2 separate regions of the Mus musculus genome follow, and region 2 is linked to region 1. The links are chromatin contacts, called in public Hi-C maps. All regions are on one chromosome and are shown on one strand. The core of a region is the stretch at or near the end of the contact, and the rest is flanking DNA. Distances in the headings are between cores, read along the strand shown. Region 1 overlaps Adk (adenosine kinase). Region 2 has its middle 3.7 kb from the start of Gm23502.

The links. Hi-C and Micro-C count contacts between places; a contact is called where the count stands out from the background.
Region 2: a Hi-C map of bone marrow-derived macrophages shows a contact between it and region 1, with 14 read pairs. The contact joins two enhancer-like sites. A contact is called at or near these places in 7 of 39 promoter capture datasets (the C10 cell line, the HPC-7 cell line, cranial neural crest and 4 more), 2 of 15 datasets of contacts at CTCF or cohesin (embryonic stem cells and pro-B cells), 2 of 484 Hi-C or Micro-C datasets (the HPC-7 cell line and bone marrow-derived macrophages) and 1 of 115 datasets of contacts at active chromatin or transcription factors (acute myeloid leukemia).

What each region holds. Positions count from the first base shown.
Region 1 is chr14:21,134,758-21,140,244 of GRCm38.p6, reverse strand. The region is part of intron 3 of Adk (adenosine kinase); the gene reads right to left. Among named protein-coding and RNA genes, the nearest start is that of Adk, 85 kb to the right of the region's middle. Within about 2 kb of position 3,139, at least 4 of the 459 cell types and tissues checked have an H3K27ac peak or open chromatin away from gene starts, as enhancers often do. A contact at or near this core is called in bone marrow-derived macrophages, where this site is marked.
Region 2 is chr14:21,806,310-21,811,796 of GRCm38.p6, reverse strand. No RefSeq gene overlaps it. Among named protein-coding and RNA genes, the nearest start is that of Gm23502, 3.7 kb to the left of the region's middle. Within about 2 kb of position 3,091, at least 83 of the 459 cell types and tissues checked have an H3K27ac peak or open chromatin away from gene starts, as enhancers often do. A contact at or near this core is called in bone marrow-derived macrophages, where this site is marked.

The DNA.
Region 1 (5,487 bases), core at 1,890-4,389:
CTAGATAACATGTATGTAATGACATCACTCCAGTGGTAAATGGGAATGTATGCTATGTCTGAAGGGGGTTTTGTTTTCTTTCACAGTGTTTAAGATAATAGACTAAGAGTATAGTTATGTGTGTCTTCATGTATGAATTCTGGTTGTTCTCAGTCCATCTACTCCATCTGCTCTGGTTAGCTTTGATTCATTGAGACATATCTCACTGAAGCTCTACTTCATTCATACACTTCAACAAAAAAATGAAGGAGTCACAGATTGAAGTCAGAAGCAGATGAAAATCCAGCTGAACTCTACTGTCAGACATTAAAGAAATTTGCACTCGTATTAAAACAATAATACAGTATATAATTATGCTAACAGTGAGTTTACTACACCTATCTTCAAGTGCACGGACTATATTGACTACCTCCTTTTAATTTCTGATATAAGGGTCAATAGCTATAACTCACTAAGCAACACCTTATTTAAAACCAGGTGTACTACTTTTCATGTGTTTAACATTTTTGTATTAAAAATGGTCCCTACTGATGAAATCAATTTTCACTTTTAATATTTAACACATCTTCTTACTTTTAATTACTAGGGAATGATATATCTCCTTATTAGTATTTCATATAGCACAGTTTCTTACCTGTGTTAACAAAGCAATCAAAAATAAACTGCAACTAGAATATATACCACACAGAATAACAAACACTAAAAATGAGCAGCCATGTCTGTTTATACTATTTGGTCTTACGTGGTACTATTTATGTCTAGAAAATGGTATATGGCAAAAATTAGTGAAATAATGTTTTCTACTGACACTTCTGGGTTTTAAATGAACAATAAAAGTATAACAGCTTATAACTAATTAAACTATGTCGTGAGGTAAACAACAATGTTCTAGTAACACAGTTTTAAAGAAAACATTTTCCATCACTGTCAAGATTTTCACTGACTTGTTAGATATTGAAACAGTGTGTTACTAAATCTATAATGTTGAAACACTTTAAAAGCTATCATGGAAGCTCTTAATACTACATACCAGTTAACCTAAATGAATCACAAAAGTCTTGCAGTTGGTGGGAAAAATTATGATAAATATAAGCAATATATTATAATAAAGATGAATGGTAAGTGAAAAATTAATGTTACATTTAAAATGCATTTCTGAATACTGTACAGAGCAATGAAACTTTAATTAAAAAACAACTTTAAGCAATACTTAATCACTCATTTCTCTCCCTTGCTGCCAACTCGTATTCTTCAAACACATAAAACAGTTTATATTATTTCCCCAAACAATAAAATCATTTATCATAATTTTACTATATTTATTGCTAGTCTTTAAAGATAATTTATATTTTCCAACATAGATTAATTACAAAACCCTTGCAGAAACTTATGCATCTCAGCATACAAATGAAAGTGAGCCCTGAAAAGGCCAGGATGTATCAACTGTCTTCTTAGGCAGTGAACACAGTCATCAGTAAGTTAAATCCAATTAAGATTGGCCATTATAAATTTACATTTATGATATTCAGGACACAGAAACTAATCTGAAATGTATTACAAGGGCTGATAAAATCCTAACGTATCCTTACTTATGAAACATCTGAAATGCTAGGCCTGGGTCACCTGGCTTTCTGCATTGTTTTATCTTTACAGTAACTGTATCAACAGTGTTGCAGCCCTAATCCTGTCGACGAGAGCATGGCCTGAGAGATGTCATAACTAGGTGTAACAGAGATGAGGCTGAGATAAGTAATTCTAGTGAAGGAGAACTGACAAAATGAATATAGTCCTAAGGTCTTAGAAATGAATGGAATTTTCCAACCATTCTCCTCACCCCCCTCTAATGTGTTTGGTATTTTACCTGCATGGATGTCTGGGTACCACTTGCTTCCCTGCTTTCCTCTACGGTCAGAAGTGGGTGTCAGCTATCCTGGAACTAGAGTTACAGGTTGCTATGGGCCACCATTTGGGTGCTGGGAATCAAACCTAGGTGCTATGGAAGAATAGCCAGTTGCTCTTAACTGCTGAGCCATCTCTCCAACTCCATAAACAGTCTTCTTTTTCCTAACAATATCCAACTTTGCCTGGCAGACTCCACCACTCTAACACTCTATTTTATTATTATTTAAAAGGTTTTACACTGGAGGCAGGTTGAACATGAGACTCCTGATCCTCCGCCTCAAATAAGCCAGTGCTAGGGTTACAATCATATGCCACTTGCCCACAGAGTTCACCTAAACACTTTTGATCAGTAACTTTCAGACACAAGCTCCGTCTTTGACTTTGGGGATAGGTCTGGGACCAAGGCCAGTCAGAGCAGGCCCACTAGGATATAATCACCACACTGAATTTGGAGCCACTAGGAGGAATACAGAAAAACAAGAATGTGAACTATCAGCTGACGGTAGCCATCCTCTCTTGCAAACAGAACCGACACCGAGGAAAAGAGCTGAAATGACTCTAATACTATTTACCCCACTGAGTTACACTTTACCTGATGCCATACCAGGATCTTTTTACTAAATGCCCACTTGTTTAACAGCTTTGAGATGTGGCTTTTGTCACTTGTACACTACACCATCCATAAAAATTTAATGGTACAAATCAACTTCAGAAATTAAAACATTTAATCATTCCAAATCTGGAATCTTAAAATAAAAGACAGATCCAGGGGATTATTCTTAGTATTTCAAAAGGATGAATGAAATTATATACTGACCTGGCATTAGAAAAAAAGTGGACTTCTACACTACCCCGGGATAAGGTGACATGTGGATAACCTAGTGTTGGGATTACAGGCATGTGCCAGTTTGTCTGCATAGTAGTTTATTCTACATGACTGAACCTCTTTAAAATCTGCTTGAAATGAGTCTAAATAGAAATATAGTTTAGTCTTTCATTTAAAAATTACAAAAGAACTGATTGTGACTTTTATAATATAGTTTATTTGGGAGACAAACTGTTTTAAAACAAAAATATCACTGAAAATTTTCAAAATCATCACTGAAGGAGAAAAAACCCAAGAACTACAATATTATCTTGAAATACACTCAATAAAAGACAAATCACTTGAGATACTGAAACTACTCAGCATCCTTCAGTAGAGGAGTGTAAGCTAATGGTGCCACCTAGTGTCCTGCACTAGACACTACAACTCCATCTTCAAATTCCTTTTGCTGAAGAATACAGGCTAGTCTCCTCCCATTGTTGCTTTGTCTTCAGTAATTCTTCCAAAAGGCATTTGATTCTAATTCAGTTCTAGTTATGTGTAGCATTCCAGGGTGCCTTCATTCATACCTTTATCAACAATTGCTCCGTGAGGTTAGGGCTACTTTATTTCATTTTTAAGATTTCTCCATTAAAAATTTTGTTTAGATTTATTTATTTTATTTTTCTATGTGCATGTCTGTCATCATGGGTCTCTTGGAGGTCAGAAGAGGGCGTGAAGTCCCAGGTGCAAGAGTTACAGACAGTTTTGAGGTGCCTGACTTGGGTGCAGGGGACTAAACACAGGCAGTACACGTACATATACTCAGTGAAAAATACTCCAAGGGAAAATAGATCAATCTTTTAAAAAAAGGTCTGGTGCTCAGAGGATCAGGAGATGGCTCAGCTGGTAAAGTGGGTGCTGTGTAAGCACAACGACCTGAATTCAGATCCCCAGGCCTGTGAGGGGGAGACAGGAGACGTCGGTTACCTAAATCAGTGAGCTCTAGTGAGCTCTCAGAAACCACAGGTGTCTGGTACTGCTGCGGTAAGGAGGCAGTTGGATTCTACATGCTTGCAGGCCAGTCAATCTACATAAAACAGTGAGCTCTGTTTCTGTGAGGGAGGCTGTTTGAAGATGCAATGTGGAGGGCCAGAAAGGTGGCTGAGTGACAGAGGAGTCTGATGACCTGACCTGAGATCCATCCCTGGAAGTCCATGAAAAGCTGGATGCCATAGATGTCTGTAGTCTCGGCACTCCTACACTAAATGAAACTTTACAATATCAACCTCTGGGGGCTAGAAAGATATTCCAGGCATTATGAGCGCTTGCTGCTCTTCTAGCAAAGATGCCACATCAGTTGTGAGCACCCTCATCAAGTGAGGCTGAACAGTTTGTAACTCAAGCTCCAAGTCAGACACCAGTGTCCTCCAAAGCCACTGCACTCAAGTGGGCATACCCATAGGTACACATAATTAAAAAACAATAAAAACAAAGCTCTAAAAATATGAATTTCTGGCCTCCAGATGTACATATGTGGGCAAGCATGAGTCAGTGCAAGTGTGCGTGTATACATGTATGCACACACACACAATTACTATAGCTATCTATAACAAGTAGTGAATACAACTTTTACAACACAGCTTACAACTAAAATTTTAAATTCTAGGTCATTGAGTTATATGTTATTGAAAAGGTGGCAAAATTGTGTAAAAAATACATTAAAAATTATAAATGTATTTTTTATACTGGAAAAATCAGAAAACCTCTAAGTGCCAGGAAACTATAAAGTAATTCATAGCTCTAGAGAACATGATAGAAAGAAATTACCAAAGACTGTATAACAAAAAATGTCAGAAAGGACATTTTAAATCTGTCATTACATGCTCAGCCCAATGAAAAGAAATTCATGGTGGGAAAAAAAATGTCACGTTAAGAAATACATAATGCTTTAGGCTGGAGAGATGATGCAGAGGTTACAAGCACTGGCTATGCTTCCAGAGGACCCAGGTTTGTCTCACAGGACCCAGGTGGCAGCTCAGAACCAGCTGTAACTGCAGTTCCAAGGGATGTGACTCACTAGGCATGCATGTGGTAACACAGCCATACACGGAGGAAAAATATTCATACATATAAAAAAATTAATTTAAAAGAAATTACAGAATAGTGGGCAAAAAGAGGAGATTTTAAGAGTTCAAACAAAAATAATTCTCCACGAAAGAATAGAAATCATGGCACCCCATTTCCCACAAGCAGCACCAGTTGCCAAAATAAGACAGCCTTCAGATTGCTGAGGAAACTATTTCAACCTCAAATTCCAAACCCAAGTGAAATACGAAGCTACGGTGAAGGCAATATAGAGAAAGGCTGAAACAGGATCTTGAGCAGCCCAGTCTAGCCTTGACATCTGTAGTGAGCCAAGGGTGACCCTGCCTTCTAGATCCTCCCACCTCTACCTCTGATGCTGGGACTAACTAAAAAGTATGAATAAGGGGCTGGAGAGATGGCTCAGTGGTTAAAAGCACTGACAGATCTTCCGGAGGTCCTGAGTTCAAATCCCAGCAACCACACAGTGGCTCACAACCATGTGTAATGAGATCAGATGCCCTCTTCTGGTGTGTCTGAAAACAGCTACAGTGTACCTACATATAATAAATAAATAAATCTTTAAAGAAAAGAAAGAAGGAAAGAAAGAAAAGTATGAATAAATAAGAAAAATAATGAATAAGCAAAATATTCACAAAAACAGACCAAAGAAGAGTTTTAAAGTTAGCTATAAA
Region 2 (5,487 bases), core at 1,842-4,341, 670 kb before region 1:
GAGTCCCTGGGACTGGAGTTACAGGTGGGTTTTAGCTGCCATGCCAGTGTTGGGAACCAACCCTGGTCATCTGCAGGAGCGGTGACTGCTGAACCATCTCTTCAGCTCCCCAACCCCAATACTCATTTTTGGGACAGGGTTCGTCTCTCTGTATATCAGCCTGACCCTGAGTTGGCAGTGATCCTCCCGTCTCAGCATCCTGGTGCTGGGGTTACAGGTGGGCACCACCTTGCAGAGCCTGCAGCAGCTCTTCTGAGTTCATGCTTCCTTTTCCTGTGTGCCCTTCCTCTTTTCTTGCTAACAGAGGAGGAGGAGGAGCTTGGTGAGATCTTCAGAAGTCACAGGCTTCAGGGCCACGCTAGTTGAGTTGCCCCTTGAGCTGGTGGAGGCCCCTCTGCCTGGCCTAAGCATGTAGTGTCACTGTGGCTACAACAGGGACATGGGGTGAAGACGCACCCCATCCCCTAAGCCCTCCAAGTCTAATCTTTTTTTTTTTTAAGATTTATTTATTTATTATATGTAAGTACACAGTAGCTGTCTCAGACACTCCAGAAGAGGGCATCAGATCTCATTACAGATGGCTGTGAGCCACCATGTGGTTGCTGGGATTTGAACTCAGGACCTTTAGAAGAGCAGTCAGTGCTCTTTTTTTTGTTTGTTTGTTTTTGTTTTTGGAGACAGGGTTTCTCTGTATAGCCCTGGCTGTCCTGGAACTCACTTTGTAGACCAGGCTGGCCTCGAACTCAGAGATCCGTGCTCTTAACCACTGAGCCATCTCTACAGCCCCCCGAGTCTAATCTTAACCAGAGCCATCAAGGCCCACATTCTCAGGCTCCCCTCATTCTCGGGCTCCCCTCTTTACTCTCCTTACAGAACCCACCGTATAATAAGCAGCCCAGCTTGCCACTGAGCGTTCCAGGGAGCCAGACCATGGCACTTTGTTTGGTCATCGGTTTTTTTGTTGGTTTTGGTTTGGTAAAACCAAACAGTTTTTCACTACATAGCCCTGGTTGGTCTTGAGCTCAGAATTACATCAGCTTTAGCCTCTCATGTGCTAGAATAAAGGTGTGCACCTTCATGCCTAGTACCTTAGCACCTGGGGGGCGGTTAGGTAGTCATTGTGTCATTTTAAGATCTACCAGCATGGAAGAACAAAAGCTCTAATCTGTCTGCACCTCACATCAGCTGGTGGTAAGAAATGACAGGTGCAGAGAGGAGGTGTGCCTATTGGTTAGATGGGAAGGAGGAAGATAATCTAGTGCTTTTGCTAAGATACAGAGGCCATCATCCCTCCACACAGGCCACATCTCTCTGTTACAGAGACTTTTTGTTGTAATGGTAGGTAGGAGTGTAAGCTTGTAATGTTAACAGATCATGGGCCAGAGGCTTCCTCTGTGAATGCCCAGTTTTGAAAAGACACCATCTTTGAGGGCATTCTGGAGGTACTTCCTAGTATAATAACTTAATAATTTAAGGAATTTATGCCCAGGTCTTAACTGGTGTCTTAGGGTTTCTACTGCTAAGATGAAACACTATAACCAAAAAGCAATTTGGAGGGGAAAGGGTTTATACAGCTTACGCTTCCACATCACAGTTCATCATCAAAGGAAGTCAGGACAGGAACTTAAGCAGGGCAGGAACCTGGAGGCAGGAGCTGATGATGCAGAGGCCATGGAGGGGTGCACCTTACTGCTCATGGCTTGCTCAGCCTGCTTGCTTGCTTGCTTTCTTTCTTTCTTTCTTTCTTTTTCTTTTTTTTTTCTTTTTTTCTTTTTTTTTTTTTGGTTTTTCAAGACAGGGTTTCTCTGTGTAGCCCTGGCTGTCCTGGAACTCACTTTTGTAGACCAGGCTGGCCTCGAACTCAGCAATCCACCTGCCTCTGCCTCCTAAATGCTGGGATTAAAGGCGTGCACCACCATGCCTGGCTTCAGCCTGCTTTCTTATAGAACACAGGACCACCAGCCCAGGGATGGCCACTTCTATAATGGGCTGAGACCTTCTCTATCAATCACAAATTAAGAAAATGTCCTATAGGCTTGCTCACAGCCTGATCTTATAGAGTTATCTTCTCAAGTGAGGTTCCCTTCTCTCAAATGACTTTAGTGTCAAGTAGACATAAAACTACCCAGCAAAGCTGGTTCTGGTTACAACAGAGGCCAGTGCACCTGTTGCCATTTCAAGCCTCTCTAAATGTCACTTTCCTTGCTGCCACTTCAAGTAACAGGTGCCTTTTCCAGCCCTCTACCCTTTTGCCAGTTTTCTGTTTACAATGATGTGTGGTTCATGATGTGTTCATGTGGGGTGTGCTTGTGTCTGTGCTGATACAAGTGTGTGTTCACGTGCGTGTGTGTGTGTGTGTGTGTGTGTGTGTGTGTGTAAGACAAAGGCTACTGGCTATCTTCTTCAACCGTTCTTTGCTCCCCCCCTTTTAAATTTATTTATTTTATGTATATGAGCACACTATCTTCAGACACACCAGAAGAGGGCATCGAATCCCATTTCAGGTGGTGTGAGCCACCATGTGGTTGCTGGGAATTGAATTCAGGACCTCTGGAAGAGCAGTCAGTGCCTCTGAGCCATCTCTCCAGCCCCGCTTGCTTGCTTGCTTGCTTGCTTGCTTTTCTTTCTTTCTTTCTTTCTTTCTTTCTTTCTTTCTTTCTTTCTTTCTTTCTTTCTTTCTTTCTTTCTTTTTTTAGGTCTCTCACTGAATCAGATAGGCAGGTTGGCCAGTAAGCTGCATGAATCCTCATGTCCCTATCTCCCCAGTGTGGGGGCTACAGAAGTACTGCTGAGCCAACTCCCCCATCTCTGTAGGTTTGGGTTTGTTTAGTCTTGTCTTGTTTTTGACTCTTTCTGGAATTTTTGAAACAGTTTATTATGTAGCTAAGGATGATCTCAAACTTGTGACCTGTCTGCCCGTGAGATGTCAGCTGTGTGCCATGACACACCTGGGATGTCAGGTGAGGGATATCAGCTGTGTGCCATGACACACCTGGCTCCTGCTTACTATTTGTTTTTTGGTTCTAGCACTCTGGCTATCTGAAATGTCAATACTTGCCAAACAAAGATTACAGAGAACACCTTAGCTAAACAGGGGAGGTTTCAATAAGCTTCCTGAAGTGAGAGACTACATACTGGTGAATAGGGGAGCAGAAATAAAGAGAGCTCACTGTACAGGATTTAGGCATGTTTGATGCAATCTTAAAGAGAGTTCTGGAAAGCAAGGAAGCACGGTATACTATTCTAGATTGGGCGCTTCTGGAAAGAAGAGGCAACTACTTGATTTTTATGAAGCAGCAGGGTGAGGAGCGTATGGCCACAGTGGCCATTACTTAATGCCTTTCCTGGCTCTGAGGCATGGTGACAGGCAAGGTTGAGTAAGCAGTCACACCCAGGCCTTGGCTGATGACTCACGAGTGTCCAGGACAGCCCGGCTGGACCGAGGGCAGTGACTAGTTGGCAGTACCAACGAAGCTTTTGTCTTTCACACACAGCAACTGGAAGATTGTTGAGGGCAAGCATGTCATGTTTTAATCCCCAAAGCACCAGTTATCACACTGACATTCAAACATCTTCCATCTTTGATCTTACACAGCTACAGTGGTGTCAGTCCTCCATCCAGGACAGATATTCTTGGAATCTTACAGAAGATGGTAGGGCCAGTAAACGATGCTGGCAGGTAGATGGGTGTCAACACTATTCTCATAAAACTTTTAAAATGGATCGAGCAATTGTATCTTTTCAACTCTCCCAAGGACTAGACAGGGCTTGGCCTTTTCCAGGTGGTCAGGGAAAACAATTGGAGAAGATATTTTCAATGACGGTGGATGACTAAGTTAAATATTGTGCTGTAAGTAAAGTTGGGGAAGCAGTCTCTATTCACTTTAAATGGCCTTTCTTTCCCCCATTTACAATAGCATTATCTTAATGCTATTCTACCCAGGATGAAATCCGAGTTGGTTCTCCCAAGAGACCATAGGCCTTTCCAGAAAGAATAATACTCTGGGATGTTAAGAAGTGAAGAGAGCACCTTTAATCCCAGCACTTGGGAGGCAGAGGCAGGCGGATTTCTGAGTTCGAGGCCAGCCTGGTGAGTTCCAGGACAGCCAGGGCTACACAGAGAAACCCTGTCTCAGAAAAACAAAAACAAAAAAACAAGGCCACACCTCTTAAGCCTCCCCCCAAATCACCACCAACTGGGGACCAAGTGCTCAGACCCCTGAGTCTGGGGTGGGGGTGGGGCAGCGTTTCTCTCTCAGAGTGTCACACTCCAGTCTCCACTGCTCTCTCTCAGAGTGTCACACTCCAGTCTCCACTGCTCTCTCTCAGAGTGTCACACTCCAGTCTCCACTGCTCTCTCTCAGAGTGTCACACTCCAGTCTCCACTGCTCTCTCTCTGAGTGTCACACTCCAGTCTCCACTGCTCTCTCTCAGAGTGTCACACTCCAGTCTCCACTGCTCTCTCTCAGAGTGTCACACTCCAGTCTCCACTGCTCTCTCTCAGAGTGTCACACTCCAGTCTCCACTGCTCTCTCTCAGAGTGTCACACTCCAGTCTCCACTGCTGGGATTCTAAGTATGGATCACCACTTCCAACATTTCTAATGTGGGCCCTGGGGATTGAACTCGGGTCCTCATGCATGTAAGACAGTACTTCACTAAGGAAGCTATCTCCCCAGCTCCATCTCTTTTCTAGGAAACTGGAGGCCAGACCCCCTAGCCCAGGAGCCTTCACTGCATAAGGAGATAAACTTGCTTCCGGTATACTTCTGCACCCAACCTTCCAGGGCTGCCTCTCTTTCTCCAGTGCAGAATCATAGAGGCCTAGCCTATCTGCCTTGACAGGTATGCGTCATAAACTTGTCAGTTGAGATCTCTGGCTCCTGGGGCACTATGTACCTTTCAATTCCTGAGTAACCAGGGCACTCCCTCAAGCAGGGAAGCATTCAGGCTGCCTGCGTTTCTCTGTGTTCCCTAGAAGTCAGCAAAGCATATAGGAGTTTGATAGGACAACTAATCTGAGATATTAATCTTGGTTTACACTGTATAGCTTGCCAACACCACTGTATCCTGGCAACTACAATTGTATTCTGTTTCTGATAAGGGTATACAAAGTCTGACTGCTTGCAATAAACTTGTCACAGTCTTGCTGTGACCTCTCCAACCATCCACGCCAGATAGATGACATTCCCACTGTCCATAATCGGGTAACTCTGATTCAGTAAACAAGGACTGGCACTTACACCGCAGAAGTGCAAGCCCCTATCATGTGTTTAATTCTACAAGAGGGTCAGCCATTTTGCCCCTCTGAGACCCACACAGTGTTTGTGGTCTTATTTGCATGGTTACATTGTAACTGAATCTGCATATTGTTGACTCATTTCATATTACTGAAACTTCAGAGGGGGAAAAAGTGAGTTTAAAACTTTCCCAGGCAGCTGAGTGTGGTGGTACACATCTTTAATTCCAGCAATAGGAAGCCTGGGCA